2 separate regions of the Zea mays genome follow, and region 2 is linked to region 1. A link is a contact called in public Hi-C data. All regions are on one chromosome and are shown on one strand. Each heading gives the region's core, a stretch centred on a gene start, on an enhancer-like site or on the middle of the called end of the contact. The rest is flanking DNA. Distances are from core to core; before and after follow the strand shown.

The links. A called contact is a pair of places that touch in the nucleus more often than the background predicts.
Region 2: a contact with region 1 is called in a Hi-C map of endosperm, with 2.2 times the contacts expected there. The contact joins the promoter of LOC100282771 here to the promoter of LOC100282825 in region 1. A contact is called at or near these places in 3 of 25 Hi-C or Micro-C datasets (bundle sheath, endosperm and tassel).

What each region holds. Positions count from the first base shown.
Region 1 is chr2:13,204,463-13,210,948 of Zm-B73-REFERENCE-NAM-5.0, reverse strand. LOC100282825 (seed specific protein Bn15D1B) reads right to left here and starts at 4,992. Exons shown (of 2, transcript NM_001155731.2): 1 at 4,814-4,992; 2 at 2,573-3,198. The coding sequence starts at 4,899. The coding sequence ends at 2,922.
Region 2 is chr2:13,816,412-13,823,435 of Zm-B73-REFERENCE-NAM-5.0, reverse strand. LOC100282771 (nucleic acid binding protein) reads right to left here and starts at 3,238. Exons shown (of 5, transcript NM_001155677.1): 1 at 2,970-3,238; 2 at 1,562-1,674; 3 at 1,414-1,489; 4 at 879-962; 5 at 1-798. The coding sequence starts at 2,975. The coding sequence ends at 133. LOC100192954 reads right to left here and starts at 5,595. Exons shown (of 3, transcript NM_001349826.1): 1 at 4,912-5,595; 2 at 4,033-4,812; 3 at 3,683-3,944. The coding sequence starts at 5,556. The coding sequence ends at 3,834.

The sequences.
Region 1 (6,486 bases), core at 3,743-6,242:
TGGCAAAGTGGAGCGTCCTCTACCAACCAAAAGAGGTAGGGGGATCGGGATTAAGAATATTGATTCCCAGAATAAGTGTTTGTTTAGTTAAGTGGTTGTTCAAGCTAGCCAACGAAGAGGGAATGTGGCAACAAATCTTAAAGAGAAAATACTTTCGTAACAAGACTAGGGGATTTTTCACTAGAGCACAGATTTCCTTCCCTTTACTACATTACTAGGCGAAAGCATGCTACAGTGGCCAATGTTCTCAGCTCTACTCCCCTTAATGTCTCTTTTCGTAGAGGTCTACAAGGTGATATGTTGAGGCAGTGGAACTCACTAGTGGCCTTGGTACTTGATGTGTCCCTCAACCTTGCGAAAGATCACTTCCGTTGGAATTTGACCCAGAACGGAGAGTACACAGTGCAATCGTTATACTCTGTAATGATTTGCAGTGGACAAGGCCGGCAGGACCAGACAATTTGGAAGATGAAAATACCGTTGAAAATTAAGATTTTCGCGTGGTATTTGAGAAGGGGTGTCACTCTCATGAGAGACAACTTGGCTAAGCGTAATTGGAACGGTCCTAAATATTGTGTTTTCTGTTATTGCAATGAATCCATACAACATCTGTTCTTTGAGTGTCATTTTGCCAAATTCATGTGGCGGTCGGTGAGTCTTACCTTTGGGTTAAGGACACCTTATAGCGTTTATGATCTTTTTAATCTTTGGGCCCGGGGATTCTCGCCCAAGGATAGACTAAAGATTCTAGTAGGGGCTATAGCCATATGCTGGGCAATTTGGCTAAGTAGGAATGATGTGGTTTTTAATAAAAGTCCGATCAAAACTTACATGCAGGTACTTTACAGAGGAACCTACTGGTGTCGTTTCTGGACGCAACTTCAAAGGCATGAGGAAGACGCCAAGATCATCAGGGAGGCCTGCAGGAAGCTTGAGACGACGGTGATGCAGATCTTCGCTTTTCATGGGTGGCAGTTTAGTAATAGGATTGCTTTGTGAGCTTTGTTTTTACTTTTCGCTGTCCACCCAACTGCGTTTGGGGTTTGTATCGCCGCTTGTGGCTATTTGAGTTGGATTTGTTGGTCTTGTGTTTGCGTGACAGGCCGTCATCTTCGTGATGTAGACCAGGAACACTCTATCCCATTATCTAAAAAAAATCTCTGATCGGCCGGGACACACAGCTGTATATCGCACGCGCGCAGTCGCAAGCCGACACCGTAGGCGTACCAGCAGAACGCGCATCAGCGTGTTCCTGTCCCACGAAATGAAAGACAGCTAACCAAGAATCAGAAAGAAAAAAATATTCATGGAAAGACGATGCGACGATAGAACAGCCCCAACGTACAGCTTCTGTTTGTATATGCAAAGACGATATGATAATAACGACACCCTATCAGGACACGACAGGTGCGTCGTCTGTAAACTAACTAATAACAAGCGTGCTCCTACAGCGATGATACAATTGATAAGAGCTGCCAGTACGTGTGCACATGATGCATCATGCAAGTGTCGTATCACTATCACGTCGTATGTGTAGTAAACCATGATGTCAAGTTTGAAAACCAAGGAATTGTAGAATGAATCCTCTCCGTTTGGGCGGCAGCGAAAACCTCGCTGTCAGACACAATAATTCCTAAGGGTAGGCCAATCGGCGAGCTCGATCAGGCTGGCACACAGGGCGTACGTTCGTAATGCGCCCCTGCCTGCAGAGTTCGGTCCGCTTCAGTCACAGTCACGCGGCAAGCGTGCATGGTTAGCCATCGATCATACTGGCAGCATACGGGGTTCGGAGTCAATCTGACACATGACATTTCTATTTTATACTGAACCACACGGTCCTGATTCTGAATGCGACACGCATAACGCATCTCCAGCTCGATCGGCCAACGAAAGAAGGTGTCCGAAACAAACAAAATTGGCTAGAGCTTGATCAGGGTTATGGGAAAGCTGAGGAGACGGATCGAGGACGAGGAGGACGGAGTTTATTACGTTTCGGAGTTCAGAAGTTTCACTGTTGAGCTTGTTGCCTGGCTCTGGTGTTGCCTGGCAACAGATGTACCCTCTCTAGCCCACATGACAGTGTGTGAAGATCTTTATGGGCTAATTTGGAAACTCAAATCTCCTTAGAAACTGGAGATAGTAGGGAGCAAAATTTGTTGATTGGGGTCAATTTGAAAACTCAAATCCACTTCGAAATTGACGTAGTTTCAATCCTTTGAGTTTCCAAACTATGCAATAATTTGAGACAGTGCTCTCAGGCTCTCTAGAATGAATACTTCGGTCGGTCCGAGGTTCATGCAAATGGTCTGCGTGAACATCAAAGGTTGTGTTAGCGAAGCGAGTGTTCTCGCAGAAGATCTGCCGTCACGGCGTACGATCTGCATGAATATCGATAGATAGAACATATGCTCTTTAAATGATAATGGTTTTCTTAGGGTGATTGTGTATGATGTTTACCATGCATGTGTAGGAGGTTTCAAGGGCTATTTGGGTGGTGTGGTGTGCTCGGCTTGTAATGACCAGAGTTTGAGCTCTAGATGCCAAGTGCAACAAGGTAACAAACACATGCAGAAACCATTGACCCAAGTACTTATAACACTGACGACACCGGTACATCACAGGCACACATCGCCTGCTTGTTCTTATTACAGGCACGAGCATCACGTTGCTACTATCACAACCAGTCCTGATGCACGCCATGCCTGATACGACTGTATTATAGTAGAACCAGTATTATACTGGTATTAGCACAGCCACACACTGCTATCAAGCACCACTACTAGTAGTATAATATTGCAGTGATATAAGCAGGGAGCCCAGCCCGGCCGAGCACGAGCAGAGTGCCTGCCACTGCCAGGCTCTCCCGCCGCCCTTTTTATGAGCGAGCAGCAGTGTGGGCTGGCCTAGCAGCGCCGCGCGGCTCACGCGGCGGGGGGCGGCTTCTCGACGTCCTCGAGCGGGCGGAACCACACCTTCTGGTCCAGCACCGTGCCTCCTGCAGCATCCGCGCCGGCGTCCGGCGCGCCACCAGCGGCCAGCTTGGGGTCCACCGCCGCCGGGCCGAAGACGCCGGTCTTGGGGTGGGGGCTCCAGTACTTGTCGGGGCTCCCGGCGCTGCCGATCACATCGTCCGGCACGAACGCCGGGCGCACCTGGTCCTCCAGGTTCTTGTCGTACGCCGAGGCGTGCACGGCCCTCCTGCACACGGGAACCAGAGAGAGAGAGAGAGAGCGTGTGACGATCGCTAGGTTCATCGCGTTCATGACAAGATGAAAAATCCCAACACCTAGGCTGAAACAATGGCGCCATGGCATCAGAGCTAGCAAACGCATCACGATCGGACTCCCACGCACGGCTGGGCTGCGCGCGCACATGGGCCGAATGGGCCATGGGCGGGCGCGCATGACTTCGTACAAGAGCGAGGCGAGGCCAGGTGGCCCTCCATGATCCCACTCACTCACTCACCACAGCAAACCGTACCACGCCCGGTACTATGTACCATCCACCACACGTCCACACCAAACACCGTCCGATGGGCATGTCACCTACTGCGAGACCCCACGGACGGACGGACGGCCCCGATCGGTCGTCGGCCCGGCGTCCCGCAGCAGCTGGCGCGATGGGATCGAAACAGAATCGTACGGACCGGATGCCAAAGGACGGTAGGTGGGGCCCGGCAGACGCGGATGCTTCTGGTCCCGGTCGTACCGTGGAGAGGGTTCCTTTCTTTCCTTTGAGTGAGAACCAAAGCAAGCGAGCCATGGCAGCCAAGATCGGCAGGTGGGTAGGAGTGAGTGACTGGCCACTGCACTGCCCACTGGTGAGGGTGAGGGTGGAGCCGAGCGACAACTACCGCGCACCAGACCCACCCATCAATCCGCCTTTCGGAAAGCGATGCGATGGAACACGGAAGGCAATCAGGCGAGGTCGCTTGCTGTTTGCTGCGCGGCTTGATGTGCACGTCCTGCGCGCCTCCACTGCTCCTCATCTTCTTTGTGTGGGTGCGCCTGCAGCCTGCTAGTGGCGTGGCGTGGCGTTTGGCTTTTCCAGTTTTCCTAGTGGCAGAGGCTGACAGACAGTTTTGCAGATTTGACAGTCTGAAGTGGGCAGAACCGTAGAACAACAAATACAGTAATATCTACGGAGGAGGGAGAGAAGGACTCCGTGGTACTAGTGTAGTACAAGCACATGGATCTGGCTTTGGTTGGGGTTCTTCTATCACTTCTACGGAGATGGATGGAGTTCTTCTATCACTTATACGGAGATGGTAGTGTGCATTCAAGTTGAAGATACATACTCTCCCTCCTAGTCCTAGACTCCTAGTATGTGTTCTATTGTTCTCGGACGGACGGCCAGAGGATTAAACAAGCTGGGAGATGTTCAGGGTTGCCATATCTACATACTCGTGTGAGAAGATAATCATTCTGTTGTCGCCAACTTCTAGATATTTCTGCTGACCAAAATCTTGGCACCAGCAGCACACTGAACCAACACGAAACAAGGGCTCTCTGCAGAACTAGAGTTATAGTTATCCACGAAGCTAAGATCCTCCCAACAAGTCCCAAGTCGGAGGGGGGCGAAATAAGCACTATCGATCCGAGGGACCGGATCACCGGACCCAGACTCCCAGAGCAAAGCTAAGAACGGCCGTAAAAAGAACAGACAGATCGCTCTGCTACAAGCCTAAAACTACGGCGAGATCTTCGACGAACTGATCAAGAACAAGCACGCTCAAAAATAGTAAAAAAAAAAGCAGAATCACAGGGCAAACCGAAACCCGCGCGTGTGGGGTGAGTGTGGCCCGTCTGAGTACCTCGGCGAGGCGGCCTTGCCGGCGAGGACGCGGCTGACGAAGCTTCCAGCGATCGCCCGCCCCTTGGAGCCAGCTGCTGCTGCCATGCAAAGATCGACCGTTCGGGAGCGGAGGGGAGCGGAGCGGAGCGGAGGAAGTCACCAAGCCAACAGTGGACAGGCAGGCTGATGAAAGGGTGCGGTGGGTTTTCGATTCCGTGGACTCCTACCGGCTGCCTCGTTTTATAGCGCCCGGGGCCCCCCGGGACCACCACCAGCGTGCACCGTGCAGGCCACCACCGTCCGAGCGAGCCGGTGCCATGCCGGCGCACCGTCGTACAGGTACGGCGCCTGCTGTTGCTGTTGGCTACTGCGTAAACAAAAGGGCAACGGAGCAGCTACGGCGGCTATTGGGGAGCAGCAGCACTGACGGTGACGGCAACCTTCCCGCTCCTGATCGGAACGTCCAGCTGTGCGTCCAACTACCTGCCAACGGCCAGCAGCATCGCCGTCCGGATAGCGACGTCACCTTGGAACCTCCATCAACGCTGGGCCGTCTGATCTGATCATGTCATGTGTGGCTGGCTGGCTCCTACTACGAGTACTACTATCATTGCGCGCGGCTCTTACCCCTTGAGAATGGTGCTATCCATGTGTCATTTCTCTCATGGCAAGTGTGCGTGTACAAAACTGCAGATAACTCGGTTTGTACCTGACCGTGCGGGCTACAATAGCACACGTAGCCCGCGTGATGCGGCACTGTTTGTTTCGCCGTAATGGGTTTAATTACTGTAAGGAATCACATTATTCAATTCGTGACAGGGGACTGCGGACGGGACGGTGGACGGTTGGACTGAGGAGCCTGCATTAGTTTCATCTGCGAGAGGGGGAAATGTCGGTCGCCAATGATAAACAAAAGCGGTTTTCTAGACGACCTTACCGGCTGCTAAGACGTACGTGCTTGCAACATACTTTTGTTAGTCATAGATAGACATGGGTATCCAAGACTATCTTCGGCAGACTTCTTATTTCACTATCTTCGGCAGACTTCTTATTTCACTTCATATCTCACACCATATTTTAAAGTTCATTCTGCAAACAGTATAATATATGATTCAAAACAATACTTTAGACGGCCGTTTACACGGACTGCTGAAGATAGCCTAAAGAAACTCTAATTCGTTTATCATGGGGTTTTTGTTCGCAGAAAACCACGATCTCCTCTGGTTTCATTCCTCTTATGTTTCCCTCTTTCATATCAAACTTGATCCCTCCTCACTGATTGAAGGCTCGTTTGAAATCTTCCATCGCAACAGAAACTCTAGTCCTGCGTGGGGCGTGCGGATGGATGGGTATTGTACCGGCGTGGCAAGTTTCTAGAACATATCCGTTAGATATCCTACCTATTTTTTATATCTCAAATTATCATTTTAGAAGGTAAGTTGTTGCTGCATACTTTTATAAGTTTATTATAAGAATAGGTTTAAATATCTATCTAATAATACTAAATACATATTCTAACAGATAATATAAAAAGAAGTACGAGAATCTATGGCGCCAAATGCTGCCATATTACTTTTATGGTGACGTAGACGCCAATAATTCGAAATAAGATGCAGCGTCCATGATGTCAAACCTTGACATTAGGATCTATCGCGTCGTCGAATGCTGCTATATTATTTTTGTGGTGACTTA
Region 2 (7,024 bases), core at 1,989-4,488, 610 kb before region 1:
AGATCCCAATAACTTTCAACCTTCAAAGAGGTTTTCAATCTGAAGATGCCAACCACAAGACCACAGAATGAGTTCCAGGGCTATCCCATTTCATGTCTATTTACATGCATGTATGAAGCAAAACCGCATCAATTATAGTACCAATTCGTGCGCAGCTTCTGGCTTTTCAGGAACACCAGCTGGTGGAGAAGCCTTGCTGGGCTCCTCATCCGTAACAGCTGGGACACTCGCAGTAGAGATGGGGATATCTTCAGGGGTTTCAGAGTCATGTAGCCTTGAGAATCCGCCGTCCAAACCCCTGTGCGCTTCATGGGTCTCTGAGATGTTCGCTTGTGCAGGTCCACCCTCAGCATTCTTGTGCTCCTGCTCGACTGCTATTTTTTCCTTAGCCTTTGCACCGGCCTCGTTGGCTGCACTGGTGACCTTGCTGAAAGCACCAGTTACCCATGCAGCTCCGGTTAGCACATACCTGTTCTTCATGATAGCAGATCCAGCAGTCGAGACACTATGTTCAGCAGCTGCCAGTGCTGACTTTGTCTTCTCAGAGACTTGGTATTTCTGATCCATTTCCTTCACTTTATCGTTTACAACTGAAGTGCCAACACTGATCTTCTCACTTAGACCGATTCTCTTGTCGAAGGAAGATACTCTAGCTGTGGCAGTCGACGTCAGCTGATGCTTCTCATCCAAAGCTTTCGCTTTGTCCAGTGCATCCCTACCGAGGATAAATCCCTTTGCCAGCATGGTCCCAACAATGTCCTCGGCCTTTTGAAGGGCAGAAGGTTTTGTGTCTTTGGGCTGCAGGCGAAAACAATGTTACAAAGCTGTACACAGAATTACCATGTTGCAGTTTGTAAATAGTATGGCTCTAATCATACCTCAAGAGCAGCTAAAACAGAAGATGGTAGCTCATAATCATTTGCTGGTGTGACGATTACAGCCATATCAACTATGGTGGCCCCCTTTGATAGCAATCAAAGCATATGTTAGAATCTGCCTGATGTCTATTTGCAAACAAAGTTCTCATTGACATCAAAGACGGCTTGGCTTTCAAGCTACAGCAAACAGATCTAGGTAGAAACAATGTTGAAAAACTTAATTGGAACGTTTGGCTATGTAAAAGGCAACATTCAATGAGCAGGCAAAGGTATCACATGAAACAACAAACGAAAGAGGGATACAGTCTTCGGTTGGGACTTAAGAATATAATGGCAATAAATTGCAGTACAATGGCACATTGATAAATTCAGATGATGCTTTCGTTCAAAAAAAAAAATCAGATGATTAACCAATTAAGATGAAAAAAATGCATACCATACTTTCAGGATAATACAGCCAGCAAATCTTCAATCCATGAAAATACACAAAATTATGAAGCCTCCAACACTTCCAGATGAGATAAAAAAGAAATACCGTGAGAAGCATTGCCGTCTCTGCTCCTTGTTTGTCTTTAAAAGTAATGTAGGCAACTTGAGAAAGCTCATCGAAACTGCACAGCACTAAATAGTTAATCATGTCATAGCACAAGGTGAAAAATAGGCACCACATATATGGTACTAACCTCTGCATTTCAACATGCACAATGTCACCAGAAAAGGAAAAGAATTCCTTTATATCACGTTGTGCTGCTTTCAGTGATACATTGCTCACCTTCACGGTACTAAGCATGCTTGTCTACAAAAGTTAAATGGCAGAAAATGAACAGTTAATAAGCGGCATTGTGTATTTATAGTCCCGTGGCAAATAATACACCCCCGCAGGCATTTCCTTAGAATACTTTGAAAGGAGATAAAATGGAAATAATCAGTTAGACACTAGCACAAACTTCATATAATATACAGCACCGACATAGAACTCTGCTTCAACATAGCAAATTATTTCATTAAAATTAGCTAGAATTGACGCATGGGATAGCCAGAACATTTTTTTCCACAAATATCATGAGTAATTAGGTATATTTGAGGCCCCAGTATTTTTAGATAATTTTAAACAGGGTACAACCAAAAGGTAGTTTGGGTTGCATTGACCACGACTCTATATTGAATGGCTAAAAATAGTCATGTAGACCCTGCACATTATCCACCATATCCCCTCTTATGATTCGAGTGCTAATATAGATCTTTATTTCCATTGCTAACATAAGAAATGCATTTCAGTAAATATGTGTAATTAATTATTCCTTTTTATCACATTCATTAAACTTCATCGACTGCACTTACTAGACAACAACATATCAGTACACACACACACAGGCCCGCACACACACAAATTAAATAAATAAATAGATGTTGTATTGCATATCTAAGGTAATAAACAGACTTGTGGCAACTTTGCTTAGAGAGTTAAATCCATTTTATGTATGCAGAGGTAAGCATGATATTCGCCAGAGTTTGTTTTTCCCTTGCTTTCTTGATACCTCTTAAGTGAATTGAGAAAAAAAAAGACAATGAAATAGAAGTCAAAGTACGCATACCCTAAATCTTTGAGCATAACCAAGTAGAAAAATAGATAATAGGCCCAATATCATTTTAATCGCAAACTACAATTTTTACAAATCAAGCATTAAAACAGTGATATGCCTATGACCAAGCACTTCAAATCATCAACAGATATTTATGACCCCAAACGCCTCATTTCCAAGACTTGAAAAGGTACAGTGTCTACTGAAGTGAACGAGATTTGAATATTACCAAAGAGCATCCCGCGCGTCAGTTTCCCAGTTCCACAGACGCCCCAGTTTCCCCTTTCGCTTCCTACCAACAGTTACCCCATGTTTCTTTGCTACCATGACAGGCTGGGGAGATGCGGCTATCACTGGAGCATAATCCGCAAGTCGAAAACCAGCTCTCAAGCTCTCCGGCTCCGAGAACGAATTAGTAAAAACGGCGAGCAGGTGCCCCGGATCGGTAATGGCACGGCACACAAGCTCGAGGAGATGAGCAATCAATAGGAAAGCAAAGAATGCTCACCGCCATGGCTTCCGCGACACGATGCCGAGATCTCGAACCCTAAAAACCGCTGACTTGAATCGGGAAGCGGGGAATAGAGTCAAAAATGGAACGGCCGTATTCAGTGGGCGGGGTTTATAGCGAGAGGCCGTCCGAGTCGGAGGCGCAGCACGCGCCGCAGCGGTTCCATCGAGACGATTTTGGGTGGGGGCGGTGAAGTGGCGACGTGCGGGGGCTCGCTCGATCTGGCCACACCTCTTTTCGGCTTTTTCTAGGGGTCCGGTCCAAGTCGATGGGGGCTCTCGCGGTCTTGCCTCTTGCGATCTGACCTGACTTGTCGCCGCGAATCCGATGTGACCTGACTGGGTCCGGGTCGCCGCCGTTCCTCCACGAAGATCCGACCCATTAGTGAAGAGGTGGGCTTTGGAATTTCATTTTATGGCTTTAATGTCTCGTTTTTAAAAATCTGTCCTTAGTTAAGCATCACTGTTTAGTTTCATTTCGCCGTGCTAGTAATAGATTTTACTATTTGATAGAGACAAAACCGAGTCATCGTGACACAGACATAAAAGTCTCATAAAAAGAATTTTTAGCATCTAAAGATCATACAAAACAGATAAAGGCAAGGGCCAATTGCAAAGTGGCCCAAGACCTTGCCGTATTTGCAACAAAAAAATTGGACGTCTCAATTTTTAGTAGAGGAGCCAGCTTCCGAGTGACCCTACAAACCCTCGAATCAAATGTTTATATTTATTATATGCTCGAACTGTTATAGTAGTTACCGAATACCAGTGGCCAAAATGATAACTTACAAATTCAGCAGAAAAACAGACATAGTACATAGTTATCATTGTGGCTAATCATAGAGTAAAGCAACAACGACGGCTAATACATGCGATGGTAATGGTGCAGCTTCTTGTTCTTCTTAGGATGCAGAAGCACGGAGCTGAGTATGTTGCGACTCAGCAGCAGGACAGCCCTCTGTAGCTCCATAACCTGTTCCAAGATTCAGTTACACAAGACCAAGTGAATAGGTAGTCTAGCACAATGCAAATAATGTGAGTTATGTAGCAGATATAGATACCTTGGACTTTGTTAATGTGATTTCTTTGACCACAAGATTCGAGGTCTGGATTTTGGAATCACTAACAATCTTAACAGTGGATGCTAATGAGAGTGGAAGAACACGCAGGTCATCAGTAACCAGGAAATTCGCCTTCCGGCTTACATATACTTCGCCTTTCTCGCATCCACCTTTTTGTTTTGGATTCGCCTCACAAAGTTTAATGGACTTCACCATATTTCCGCACTTCACAAAAACATAGTTACTGTTGTAGTAACCGTGACAAAGGCTACAACCTGAAAACCCTAGACTCTTGAAGCAAACAAAGCAGGCTTTGATCGTCAGTTCTCTTGGAGCTAATTCGTCGACCTGAAGGATCTTAGAAGCGCAGCAACCAAAGAAGGGTGGCAACTTTGGGTCCAGAAGAAGACTCTGGCACTCCTCTCTGACGAATTCTTGGACACTACCATCTATGCTCCTGTAAACATTACCGAGGCAGCCTTTTGCCGAGCACTGGCCATATAACTTAATTGCGGATCCCAGTGGAATGCTTAATAAGCTGAAGAGAGAGTCCACAAAATCAACACCAACTTCAGCATACAACAGGGCGGAATCGTCCTTCGTCTGAAGGACCCTGATCTTCAGGTTACCTGGCATTTCCTGGTCCTCGCTTTCTTGTTTAGGATGTAAGTTCTGAACAAGCGCTTCTAGGCTTGCATCATCTTGTGGAACAGGAGCTTCGAAATAATGATCAGTGAGAGGTTGCTTGGACGTCAACAATCTCTTCAGCAAGCATGTTATCTGCATGAAATGGACAATTAAATAGGTAAGATCATTGTAATTACAGCACAGTGGAGGGGGGGGGGGGGGTTCCAGACACACGAGTTCAGATAGACGAACCTTTTCTGAACTGAACTGCAGAACCTGCTGCTCTAGGACAGCTGGATCAAGCACACCAAATTTCTCGAAGAGAGACATCATAAGAGAGGTAGTTGCTGGCGCAACCTGGAGATCATGGGTGACGATAAATTTCAAGCAACCTTTCACAAAAACTCCATCCTCTGAACAAGCGGCGGCGGCGGCGGTTTCAGTGTCACCATCGTATTTTGGGCACTGTCCAATGGACTCCATGACCTTTCCACATTTGCAGACCGTGCCAGGGAACGAACTGAACGCGTTGTCGCTGAGTGCGCTGCACGACGTGTCCTTGCAGACATAGACCACCCTTGGAACGCTTCCATCGACGTTGATCTTGAGGCGACGGCAGTGGCCGGAAGCCGCGTTGAGCGGTTTCAGAAGCATCGCCTTGCAAGCACTGGTTTGGAAGTACTCCAAGTTGAGGTCCTCCACGCTCTTGTACAGCTGGTCGAGACACCCCATCTGAGACTGCTTGTCCAGCAGGCGGACAATGGTGCCGAGCGGCATGGTGAGGAAGCTGAAGAGCACGTCGACGAACTCCTTGTCGGACTCAGCAAAGAGCACCTTCTTCTTCTCTTTGTCCACGAACAGCTTCACGCCAATGGTTGGCCCCTCTGGTTTAGCCATGGTGGATTGCTGGCGATTTGGCTTGAAGAAGTGGTACGGTTACTTCTTGTGCTAGTACATGAAACAAGCAAGTGTGACCCTTAAAATATCTGGTGCGTGCAGCATGCGCTGAATCGCCCTGGAATCTGACAGGTCACAATTCAGAAAACGAAACGACAAAAGCCTCTTCCAGTTCGCACGAAGAGTCGGGCATTGAAGCTAATTTACTTCAGAAACTTCTCGTTTTCCAGTTTACACAAGGAGAATTTACAGTTTAGGGCTGCGATTTTATCCTTCCTAGTCGTGTGAACTGCATTTCCTACCGACGCCAATTCATACTGTTAAATCAATACTTTTTTATCAAAAAAAAAAAAAACTAGTCCGTGATACTATCCATAACAGGCTTTCAGCCAACATAGGCCCATAAATCGGCCCTCCAAGCCCATCAGGGCAAGAGCCCGTGAATCACTTGTTATGGCAGCTATCTTAACTACTCAAGTGGTGCTTGAATACAATAAAACTAATAGTTAGTTACTAAAATTAGTCGAGACATCCAAACAGTACAACTAATACTTTAGCTATTACCTATTTTTAGTAAATTAACTAATAGTTAGATAGCTATTTGTTAACTTGCTAATTTCACTAGCAATTTTTAGTCAACTAAGATTGTGTATATTGCAAATGGCGCGTATAATGCAAATGACATGGCTCCTTTCCCCATAACACCAATGATTGTGTCGTCTTCCGTCGGCAAATACAATTGGCTATAAACGAAGACCCATTGAGGTTTAAAAAGAGGTGAAAATTGATGGGCCATATGTCCCTGTCACCACATTTTTGCCAACGAGCAAAAAGGCCATAATTCGGCCTTGTGCGGCCGATAAAAGCAAAGATAAAAATATCGTCATTGGTGATCCCCGCACACCAAATATGTCACGCAGAATAGTTACTCAGAAAGCTCCAGACAAAAGAAAGACCGAAGGCACCGGGGGCAAGCACGATCGGACACCCGATCACGGTCACTTGTCCTGCGTACGCCGGACGGTCCGGGTACTAAGGCCGAACGGTCCGAGACAGAAGCAGACGGTCCGGCTATAATGGTCGGACAGTCCGTAGACGGTCAGAAGCAGCTGAAAGGGAAATGTGCCCCTGGGCAATTTCTATAAGTATTTTGGTGATTAGATGCACAACACACTAATTGAGCACTTATGTGCTAAATGGGTGAAAAGTGCAAATCAATGTACAAGGTATGTTTCTAGACTTAGTATATTATTTTGTACACTAATGTGTTTGCCTAAGTGCTAGAAACAGGGCCAACAAAAGAAGAAACGCATTGGAAAAGGCTTGGCTGTGAACAGCCAAGTATCTGCTCGGGCCTGGCACACCGGACAGTGTCCGGTGCGCCAGGCTGGTCAACGGTGAAGTAGCCGGTCTCGGGAATCGATGGAGTTGTACGACTATAATTCACCGGACTGTCCGGTGGTGCACC